Regions from separate parts of the Pan troglodytes genome. Here region 2 is linked to region 1. Evidence: chromatin contacts called from public HiChIP or PLAC-seq data. All regions are on one chromosome and are shown on one strand. The core of a region is the stretch at or near the end of the contact, and the rest is flanking DNA. Distances in the headings are between cores, read along the strand shown. Region 1 overlaps CDK14 (cyclin dependent kinase 14). Region 2 overlaps FZD1 (frizzled class receptor 1).

What was found. HiChIP or PLAC-seq counts read pairs in DNA pulled down with a chosen protein or histone mark.
Region 2: a contact with region 1 is called in an H3K4me3 HiChIP or PLAC-seq map of stem cell-derived excitatory neurons, with 11 times the contacts expected there. The contact joins two enhancer-like sites. A contact is called at or near these places in 1 of 7 Hi-C or Micro-C datasets (stem cell-derived neural progenitor cells) and 1 of 1 datasets of contacts at active chromatin or transcription factors (stem cell-derived excitatory neurons).

What each region holds. Positions count from the first base shown.
Region 1 is chr6:100,513,700-100,518,557 of NHGRI_mPanTro3-v2.0_pri, reverse strand. The region is part of intron 14 of CDK14 (cyclin dependent kinase 14); the gene reads right to left. Among named protein-coding and RNA genes, the nearest start is that of FZD1, 130 kb to the left of the region's middle. Within about 2 kb of position 1,842, at least 4 of the 24 cell types and tissues checked have an H3K27ac peak or open chromatin away from gene starts, as enhancers often do. A contact at or near this core is called in stem cell-derived excitatory neurons, where this site is marked.
Region 2 is chr6:100,646,236-100,651,088 of NHGRI_mPanTro3-v2.0_pri, reverse strand. It overlaps FZD1 (frizzled class receptor 1), which reads right to left. Exons shown (of 1, transcript XM_016945222.4): 1 at 1-4,853. The coding sequence starts at 2,555. The coding sequence ends at 624. Among named protein-coding and RNA genes, the nearest start is that of FZD1, 6.4 kb to the right of the region's middle. Within about 2 kb of position 3,023, at least 21 of the 24 cell types and tissues checked have an H3K27ac peak or open chromatin away from gene starts, as enhancers often do. A contact at or near this core is called in stem cell-derived excitatory neurons, where this site is marked.

The DNA of each region.
Region 1 (4,858 bases), core at 593-3,092:
GTAAAATACTGGAGAGTCTAAGAAGTCAGTGAGTGCAGAGCTGACTCTGCAATGTGGAATTGAGAGGAGGGGCTGGAGAAAAGGGTAGGCAATGAGACCAGGCATGCACAAACACCACCAATTCACCCCTGCAGTCTGCAGGGCCAGGAGCCTTCAACTTGCCTGTCTTGAGTGGTAAGGGCTTCTTACTTAAAGGTACAGACTGGGAAACCTACTTGTTACTTGTAGACAACTATACCCAATTATTTTATTATAACATTTTTTTGACAATGTTTTCCCTCAAAGTGGTTTGTTTATTTATTAATCTAATAAATCTGTCAGTTATTAACAAATTGGGTTTCTGTGAAAGATAAAAAATCTTAACGTTAGGTGAACCATTTCAGACAGCATTCTATAAAAATTTTGTTTTCAAGGCCAGCTTCTGGACCACACAATACAATTCCCAAATGAGGGGATGAGTGGATTCACACTGATGTTTAAATTTTTATATTTGACAGAACTAATGCAGTATATCTTGACAGCTATATACAGTAGCTTAATGCTAAGCTTTTTATGCTGAATACAGAATGGAATGAATTTTGCACCAGTGTTTTGGACTAGGAGGTTTTAAGATTCCTATTCACATTACACAGCAGTCTGAGGCTGCTTGATAAAACAAGCCTTGGCTATTTAACAACTGCCTCATAAAATGTCTCAATGTTTAAGAGAAACCCAAGGCAAAGACATTTTGAAAATATACATTTTAACCAGAATCTGGATGCTAAGTAAACATCCTTTAGTGTTCAGCCAGAAAGACTTGCAGCTGTGGCATTTGTGACTTAACAAGATGAAGATCTCCACGCCAAAAGATAAATGATATCATAAAAGTTTCTTATCAAAACAAAATACGTTTTCGGATGGAATTTATGTTTAAAAAAAGGCTTTAAACAAAAGCTCATTTGATACATTGTAAAAATACTGGAAGCCTTTAATTTGGAGTTTAGTATGAATACATGCGAGGCAATACTATTTTCTGTTTTGCCACTGTGTTCTCTTTTTATAAACTGCAGATTAATTTCCTCTATAACAGCAACTTTTTAGTTTAGTTTTGTTTGTAAATAAGGTTACTGTAAATTGTTAACTTTATAGTAGAATATTAAATTCTAGATGAATTGACATGTAGGCAGCAATGAAATTGGAGAACTTCTCCTTTAAAAAAAAAGAAGTTAAAATTTTAACATTGTACCAAAATAGGACACAGTCATATTCTAAAATGTACATACATTTTTTCACATGGATTAGACACAAATCTCCCAAAGGGCATGTGGTCTCTTCTATCAATGAGACTGCACGTGAATCCGGAACCCTGGTTTGATATGTGCAGCCTAGCTAACCACTGAGTATAAACACCAACCCTGTTATAATTCAGTATGCAACTAAGCTAGTCTTCCACACTAGCAGAGGGGGGGAAAATCCCTCTTATTTTCTAAAGTTGCCCATCTCTATCCGCTTCTGTCGAATTGCCACAATTGCCCAGATAAAACATTTGAGAGTATGTCAGCTTTGATTAATGTAACATGACCTGATCATTTCCACAGTTAAGAATAAAGAAGTTTGCTTTCTTTAAATCCAAAGCTCAACCTGGAGATTATGCTAAGTTGCTTCATTCATAGTCCACACTCCTCTGCTCATGTCAGAAGGACAGCATTTGTCCCCTCTAGTGATAAACAAATTATACATGAAATCAATTCCACTTCACAATCATTTTCCCTATTGGGTATTATCTTTCCTTCCCTGCTCCCTCCAGTTAAGCCCACATCCTGTAACTTGCTAATGAGCCGAGAGCTTTCTGTTCCAGGTGGCACCCCCTGCCTCGAAGTCATGACATTTCCCATTTCGAATGCTGCTGGCATTTTTCGACAGCTCCTGCTAACTAGCCTTTTTGACCTGCACTAAGAGGAACTCATCTGATCGAATCCTCTAACCTGCCAATCATTCCAGCAAATGATCTTCACAGTCACTCCCAAGGCAGGAATGGAAGGAAAAAAAAATAAAAAAAGGAAAAGCGAGTGAGAGAATGAGGGAGTAGGCAAGCGGCTGCCTCTGCAGCTACCTAATGAGAATACTTTAAGTCTCTGAGGCAGCTGAAACACTGAAAAACTGGTGGGAAAATTAGGACACAACTGAATGCCTGGCTCTGTAATTACTGATTTCTTTCCATCCTGAGATCATTTTGAGAGCTACACCTCTGAGATGTGCCAGTTTCTAAAGAACACAAGATATATCCCACCTTACGTAGAGAAAATAGATTTATTTCTCCTGCCACTATCAATATGCAATTCTCATAATCCCACTCTGTCAAACAGCATCCTTTGCAGAATTAATTATGTGCTATAAGCTCGTTAAGTGTGCATTTGTAAACTAGGGATGATTATAATATTTGCCACAGTGAAGAAAGAACCTCTTTTTTTCTCAGGCATATTTTAAATGTTACCAACATTTAGGGGTGTTAATTTTTACATATTCACATAAAAACAAACAGGTATGGTGGAGGTTGGTATGGCACCAGGGAGGATTAAATTCTTGACACCGACAAAAAGAGGATAATCTGGGCATTCTTAACTAATAGAGGTGAAATAATTTTTTTCCTTCCAGATTTTTCCTGCCTGTGCAGAATCAGTTTATTTAATTATATTTAAACTTAGTGGGGCCTTGGCCCACAGAATAACCCTATTATTTTAGGAAGAATGATCCCGGAGATGGTTAATTTGGCAATGTATCACAACTCTAGGTATCTTAATATGGAGTAGATTTGTTGACCAAGGAAAGATACAATATAATTATGTGTTATCATTATACCATTGTATGTAATAATGTAAAATAAATACTGTACATGATTTAATTGCACATTATAATCACACATCTTTCCCCATTTATAGTAATTAGGCCAATAGCCCCATTTACAGTAATTATTATATGTAATTGAGGGCATTTTACTAATTGCATTGAAAATGATAATCCAGAGCAATTAAAAATCCAAGGGCACTATACGTAATGCAAACTACATTAAGAGAATGGTGATAATTTAAAGGGAAAAAATTCACCCCAATATTGAGGTTAACAGTTCAGTATTTGATTCCATGCTTAGCATACAGGGTTATTTTTATAATGAGATAAATTTCCACCAATGACTCTAACTTTTGTTTTTTTTTTCTAGATTGTGTACATTATTTCCCTAAATGGAAAAGTAACCTTTGATTAATCTATGATGTTATCTTCACAACTCAAGGACTGCTGAAAAATTATTCTTTTTGGCTGTATGAATGGTGTGTGTTTGTGTGTGTGTGTGTGTGTGTGTGCATGCGTTGGTTAGCAGAGAAAGCAGCTATCCTAAATTCCAAAAGATGCTCAGTAAACCATTCATTTGCACAACCAATTTGATGCTCTTAAAGGCTTTATTCACAGAAGCAATTCAGAGTATTGCAAACTTTTTCTTAATTATACTTGTAATACTTTAGCTAAAGTGTTTAACTTTGTCTATCAGAACACATTCAGGTTGCAATTTTCATTACATTTGCTATCTGTCTAGAATTTTAATGTGTTTAAGGACATGAAACCCTGGCTCTTGTCCCCAGGCCCCAGTGTCTAGCCCTCCCTGATCCCACTCCCCATTTCTACCCAGACAAAGCTCCCATGTGAAGAATATCGCAGAAGGAGTGACGAGTATCCATGGGACAGCGGGAATAGTTTCCAGCTTCTTTTTGCCTTTCCTTCTCGACATTGTCATTTAGACATTGTCCTCTGTGCATTCAAATGTCATCCCAGACCATCAGCCCACTTCAACTCAAACAGCCTCCTTTTATGCTTAGACACTTCTTAGAGTATCAGCAGACCACAAAGACTGTCTAGTGGGACTCAGCTGCTATACTGGTATTAATAATACAATACAGTGCACTTAGGGCATAGACAATTCCTTCTGTATCCCAAATTCACAAGAATCAACATTAAATGAAAAAGAAAAATACAGCACCTGAACTGATTCTAACTACTTTCTATATGTGACTGCCAACTTCCTTGTAATAAATATTGTGGTTACTAGCCACGTCACAGCTTGGGCCCACTATTTATAAGAAAGCTTCACTCATATTATGCTGCTGGCTAAATAGTCCCTAAGAAATTAATTTGGGTTTTAAGAAGTCAGAAGATGCAAGTGCTATTCCCCCTGCCCCTCACCATTTTGAAAGCTCATTTGACCTGGAAATGCTGAATCACAAAAATATAGTCAATTTTTAAGGATCCATAGGCTGATGAACCAATTTGTGAAGCATCAACCAGTTTCCTCTCTTTTAGCCACTTTGCTTTTTAAAACCTTAATCAGAGGGGAAAAAAAAAGGAAAAAAAGGGCAAAAATTTATTATTTTTATTTTAAAAAATCACTCTAAATTCTTTGTTTTTAAGAAAAACACAGTTAAATATTTAAAGATAATGGAGCTTCATTTGAGTAACATACATGGTTTAGTGAAACAATGTATGCGTGCACAAATTTGTATGTGATGGTGGAGAGAATTAATATGATAAAGCAAATGTAGCTAATGTAGTAAAATGTTAACACTTCGGGGACAGTGGGTGAAGGGTATCAGGAATTCTTGTGCTATTCTTGCATCTTTTCTGTAGACATGAAATTATGTCAATGTTAAAAAAAAATGCTTGAAGGCTGGGCATAGTTGCTCATGCCTGTAATCCCAACACTTTGTGAGGCGAAAGCAGGATGATCGCTTAAGGCCAGGAGTTTGAGACCAGCTGAGACAACATAGCGAGACTCCATCTTTACAAAAAAATTTAAAAATGATCCAGGTGTGGTGGTGCGCACCTGTAGTCC
Region 2 (4,853 bases), core at 1,774-4,273, 130 kb before region 1:
CCTCAAGCCAGGAAAGAAAGGGAGGGGACAGAAGGAGGGGGAGGGGGCAGAAGGAGGAGGCGGGAAGTGACCCTGGCAGCGCAGCCCTAGTCGCACCCCGCAGTGCTGAACTCGCCCCGGAGCTGGCGCCCAGCCGTCCCGAGCACCCGCGGTAGGGAGAGGCGCGCGAGGACGACCAGGAGCGCTGTGCGGTTGCACTCCAGTTTTAGCTCCTTTGCAATACTCCGAAAAGGGCAAGAAGGAAAAGCCTCAAATGGTTAAACCGCCCTAAATAATTAAAAACTTTTGAAAAAGAAAAACGCGTGATCGGTCGTCATTTAAATACAAATATACTTACAAAAATCTTACACAGGCTATTTACAATCATAAAAGCGAACAGTCCTGGTACCAGAGTGTGAGGGCAAGAGGTCTGTCCATCCTCCCTCTGGCAGTCGGGCCCTCGTGTCCTTTTGCCTCAGGGACGGAAGCTTTTGCAGGAGCTGAGTTGTTCAAAGGAGCCTGCGAAAGAGAGTTGTCTAGTGAGGAAACCTCGAGATGTCAGGATTGGCACGAACTCCACGGCGCTGGCTTTGGGGGATCGCTGCGCCCCGGCCGAGGCCTGGGCATGGGCTGAGCCCCGGGTCTCAGACTGTAGTCTCCCCTTGTTTGCTGTTGGTGAGCCTCGTGTAGAACTTCCTCCAGGAGTTGAGGGTCTTGCCGGACCAGATCCAGAAGCCCGACGTGATGCCCACGATCAGCGTCATAAGGTACTTAATCATGAAGACCGTGAAGTCCGGGCTCATGGGCGGGTGCGGCGGGGCGCCTCCGCCCGCCTGGAGGTGAGGGCAGGGGATAGCGTAGCTCTTGCAGCTCTGGGCCACCCAGCTGCGTTCCCACTGGTCCCGGAAGGCCTGCTCGTAGAAGTAGCAGGCGATGACGATGGTGGCTGGCACAGTGTACAGCACGCTGAAGACGCCAATGCGCACCATGAGCTTCTCCAGCTTCTCGGTCTTGGTGCCATCGTGCTTCATGATGGTGCGGATGCGGAAGAGCGACACAAAGCCGGCCAGCAGAAAGGACGTGCCGATAAACAGGTACACGAAGAGGGGCGCCAGCACGAAGCCACGCAGCGCGTCCACGTTGTTAAGCCCCACGAAGCACACTCCGCTCAGCACATCGCCGTCCACCTGGCCCAGCGCCAGGATGGTGATGGTCTTGATGGCCGGCACAGCCCAGGCGGCCAGGTGAAAATACTGTGAGTTGGCTTCGATGGCCTCGTGGCCCCACTTCATGCCAGCCGCCAGGAACCAGGTGAGCGACAGGATCACCCACCAGATGGAGCTGGCCATGCTGAAGAAGTAGAGCATCATGAAGAGGATGGTGCAGCCCTCCTTCTTGGTGCCCTGCGCCACAGTGCGTGCCCCGTCCTCGGCGAACTTGTCATTACACACCACTCGGTCTTCCAGGAGGAAGCCGGCGATGTAGGCCACGGCCACGGCCGTGTAACAGCCGGACAAGAAGATGATGGGCCGCTCCGGGTAGCTGAAGCGCCGCATGTCCACCAGGTACGTAAGCACCGTGAAGAGCGTGGAGGCGCAGCACAGCACTGACCAAATGCCAATCCAGGTGCGCGAGAAGCGCAGCTCCTCGGGCCCGAAGTACATGAGCCCATACACCTTGGTCGGCTCACAAGGTGCGCCGCAGTCCTTCTCCCCCAGGAAGTGGTAGTTGAGGTAGGAGGGCACCTTGAGGGCGCGCGGGCAGGAGAACTTTCCTCGCTCCGACGCGCCGGCGCCCCCCGGGAAGCCGCCACGGTGCCCTCCGCCGCCGTGCTGAGGGTTGCTGGTCCAGAACTCTGGAAGCAGCGAGGGCGTCGGGGTGCCCTTGTCGGACGTGTTCTGGCCCACGCACAGCTCGCCGGCGCCGTGCACCGGGAACTTCTCGCACTTGAGCGTGTCTGGCCACTGGAAACCGAACTTGTTCATGAGCGCCTCGCAGCCCTGGCGCGCGCGCTCGCACAGGGAGCGGCAGGGCGGCAGCGCCTGCTCTAGCACGGTGCACACGGGCGCGTACATGGAGCACAGGAAGAACTTGAGCTCAGCGGAACACTGCACTTTCACTAGAGGGTAGAACTGGTGCACCTCCAGGCCCGCGTCCTCCTGGTTCGTGTGGCCCAGCAGGTTGGGCATGATGGTCTGGTTGTACGCGATGTCCGTGCACAGCGGGATGGAGATGGGCTGGCAATAGCCGTGGTCCGGGATGGAGATGCCCCGCTCGCCGTTGTACTGCTGCCCGCTCTGTTGCTGCTGAGGCGGCGGCGGCGGTTGCTGCCCCGGCCCGGGCCCCTGGCCCGCCGCCTGGGCCCGGACCCCCAGCAGCAGCGGAGCCTCCAGCAGCCAAAGCAGCAGCAGCAGCTGGCGCGCCAATCGCCGGGGGTCAACTGGGGGGCGGCGGCGGCCACCGGCGTCCCCGCTGCCCTCCTCCGCCAGCCGGGCCGAGAGCGCCCCGGCACAAAGTTCCCAGCTCGCGCCACCGCCGGCGGCCCGGGACTTCTTAGGCGCCTCCTCCTCAGCCATACTTTCTCGGCTCCTCTCTTGGCGCCGCTCCGCTGGGGCTGCCAGGGGCACGGCCGGCGGCGGCTCCCCCTGCGGCCAGGGAGACCTCTGCGCCGGTGCCCTCCGTCGAGCCCAAGCCGCTTTCGGCCCGCTCCCCCGGCTCCTGTTCTGCGTACCGCAGCCGCCGCCGCCGCGGAAACTTGCGATTCATGAAGCGCGGGCGGCGGGGAGAACCCGGGTGGCTCGGGCGCGCCGGGGTCGTGTCCCGCCTTCCTGGCCCTCGGCTCGCTGACTCCCGGCTGGCGGCGCCGCGCTAGTGGCCGCGGCCCCGTAGAGAGCGCAACTCTCCGCAGCCCAGCGGGCTCGGCTCCCCCCTGCGCCTCCGCCTCCTTCTCCGCCGCCGCCGCCTGACCATTTGTGTCAATCCCTCAACTCGCTCCCTCTCCTCTGCCTCGCGCGCCCTCGGACCGGTTTCCAGGCGCCCCGCAGTCTGTCTTTCACCAGGAGGGAGGAGCCTTGAAACCGACGCAGAACTGGAGGCTCAGGGACCGTCGCCCAATCGCGGCTCCGGCTTCCCGGCGCAAAGGGAGCCGGCCGCCTCCTCGCCAGAGCTAAAGCCAGCGGCAGGCGGGCGGGGTAGGAGGAGGCGGGAGGAGGAGGAAGTAGTAGTGGTGGCACTACTCAGGCACAAAGAGTAGGATTGCTCTGAAGCGGGACAGGCTTGGTTGCTTTTGCTTTTTCAGAAGAAAAAGGCGAGGATACGTAGGAGAATGGTCCCATATGCTGCTGGAGATAATGAATAGGAGTCAGAGGACCGCGGGACTTCGCTTTTCTTTTCTTTTATCCATTGTCATGTTTAAAAATCCTGCTCTTAACGCTGGTTACCAACAGCAAACCGGGTTCTGCTTCCAGAACAGATGCCTTTGACTTAAGGAGCGCACGGTTTCCTTTGAGTTTGTGTCTGTCGAGGTTTTGTTTAAAATATTACATTAATAAATCCTCCAGTTCGCAAGCTGGGCTTGGCGGGCTTTGGTCGCGCCATTTCCCCAGAGGAGACGTTCACGGGATCGCTGTCAAATGAAACAAAACACAAACTTTGATGGAATTTGGAAAGTAAAGCCAGATGCGCCTTCTGCTACTATCATTCTTCTTGGAGTCAAACTCCTTTTTTTCCGCCTCTTTAATCAAGTCAGAAACAGAAGCAAAAGAAAACTATCCATTAAATTTTTGGAGAGAAAAACTTAAGAACCCGACGACCGAGGCAGTGGGGGCGCCTCTCTGGGATCGTCCTCGCCGCTCCAGACCGCAGAGGTGGCGCCGGCGGGAGCTGCACTCGCCGGCAGCCTGGGCCCTTGGGGAGCCTTTCTAAACCCTGGGGACGCCCACGGCTCCGATGGGAACTCCTGGGACCTGGGCCATTTAGGTTCCACAGGCTGGGCTGCAGAGCTGGAGACGCCAGTTTAATAAACAAAACAAACAGTCTGAAAGCAAACAGCGAACTGCACATTCTCTTCCTAATTCCAAAACAACATAATCCGTCTCAACAGACGCACATTAATGTTGTTTTCCTTGTAAGATTATTTTAAATGATGGTTTGACTATGTAATTCAGTTTTATAAGAAAAGTGCCATTGGACTATTAATTCTTCAATTTTTTTTTTTTTTTGCCTGTGATCAGACTCTATCTCAGCGTACTTTTCACCTATTACTTTCTATCATTCATTTACACATTCATTTGTTTAATAGATACCAACCACCCATTGTGCTATAAGCACTCTTAGGTCGTAGAGTATAAAATGAAGGAGACCTGTGCCAGCCTTAGAGAGGGGCATAGTACAGTGAGGCACAGAAATGCAAATCACTTGTTACAGTGTCCATCCCAAAGCCAAAAAGGCACATAGAAAGCAACCAGCTCAGATGAAATGGGGTTCTGACGGAGAGGTAGGTGCAAGGTGCAAAAGATTAAAGCTCAAATTCACTTGAATTGCTGAAGGGGGCCAGAGAGGTGAGTGTAGCTGAGGCACTTTGAGGGGAGGCAGGAGAAAAGGTTTTAATCCAGACTAAAACGTTTGGGCCAAATTATACAGAAAATAGAAAACTATTGAAGGTCACTTTCCCCATATAAGCAGGGAGTGATTTCAGGGTGACTGAAAGAGGGCACCTGAGGCAGGCTGTCATTAGGAAGCTTTAACATTCATCTACACATAAAGGTTACTACTTAGATGGGTGTTACTTGTACTACATGCTAACAAGTCTCTGAGAATTTCACTACCCAGCATGTTGGTGTCTATAAAGAAGGTGCAGTCATATCTTTACCTGC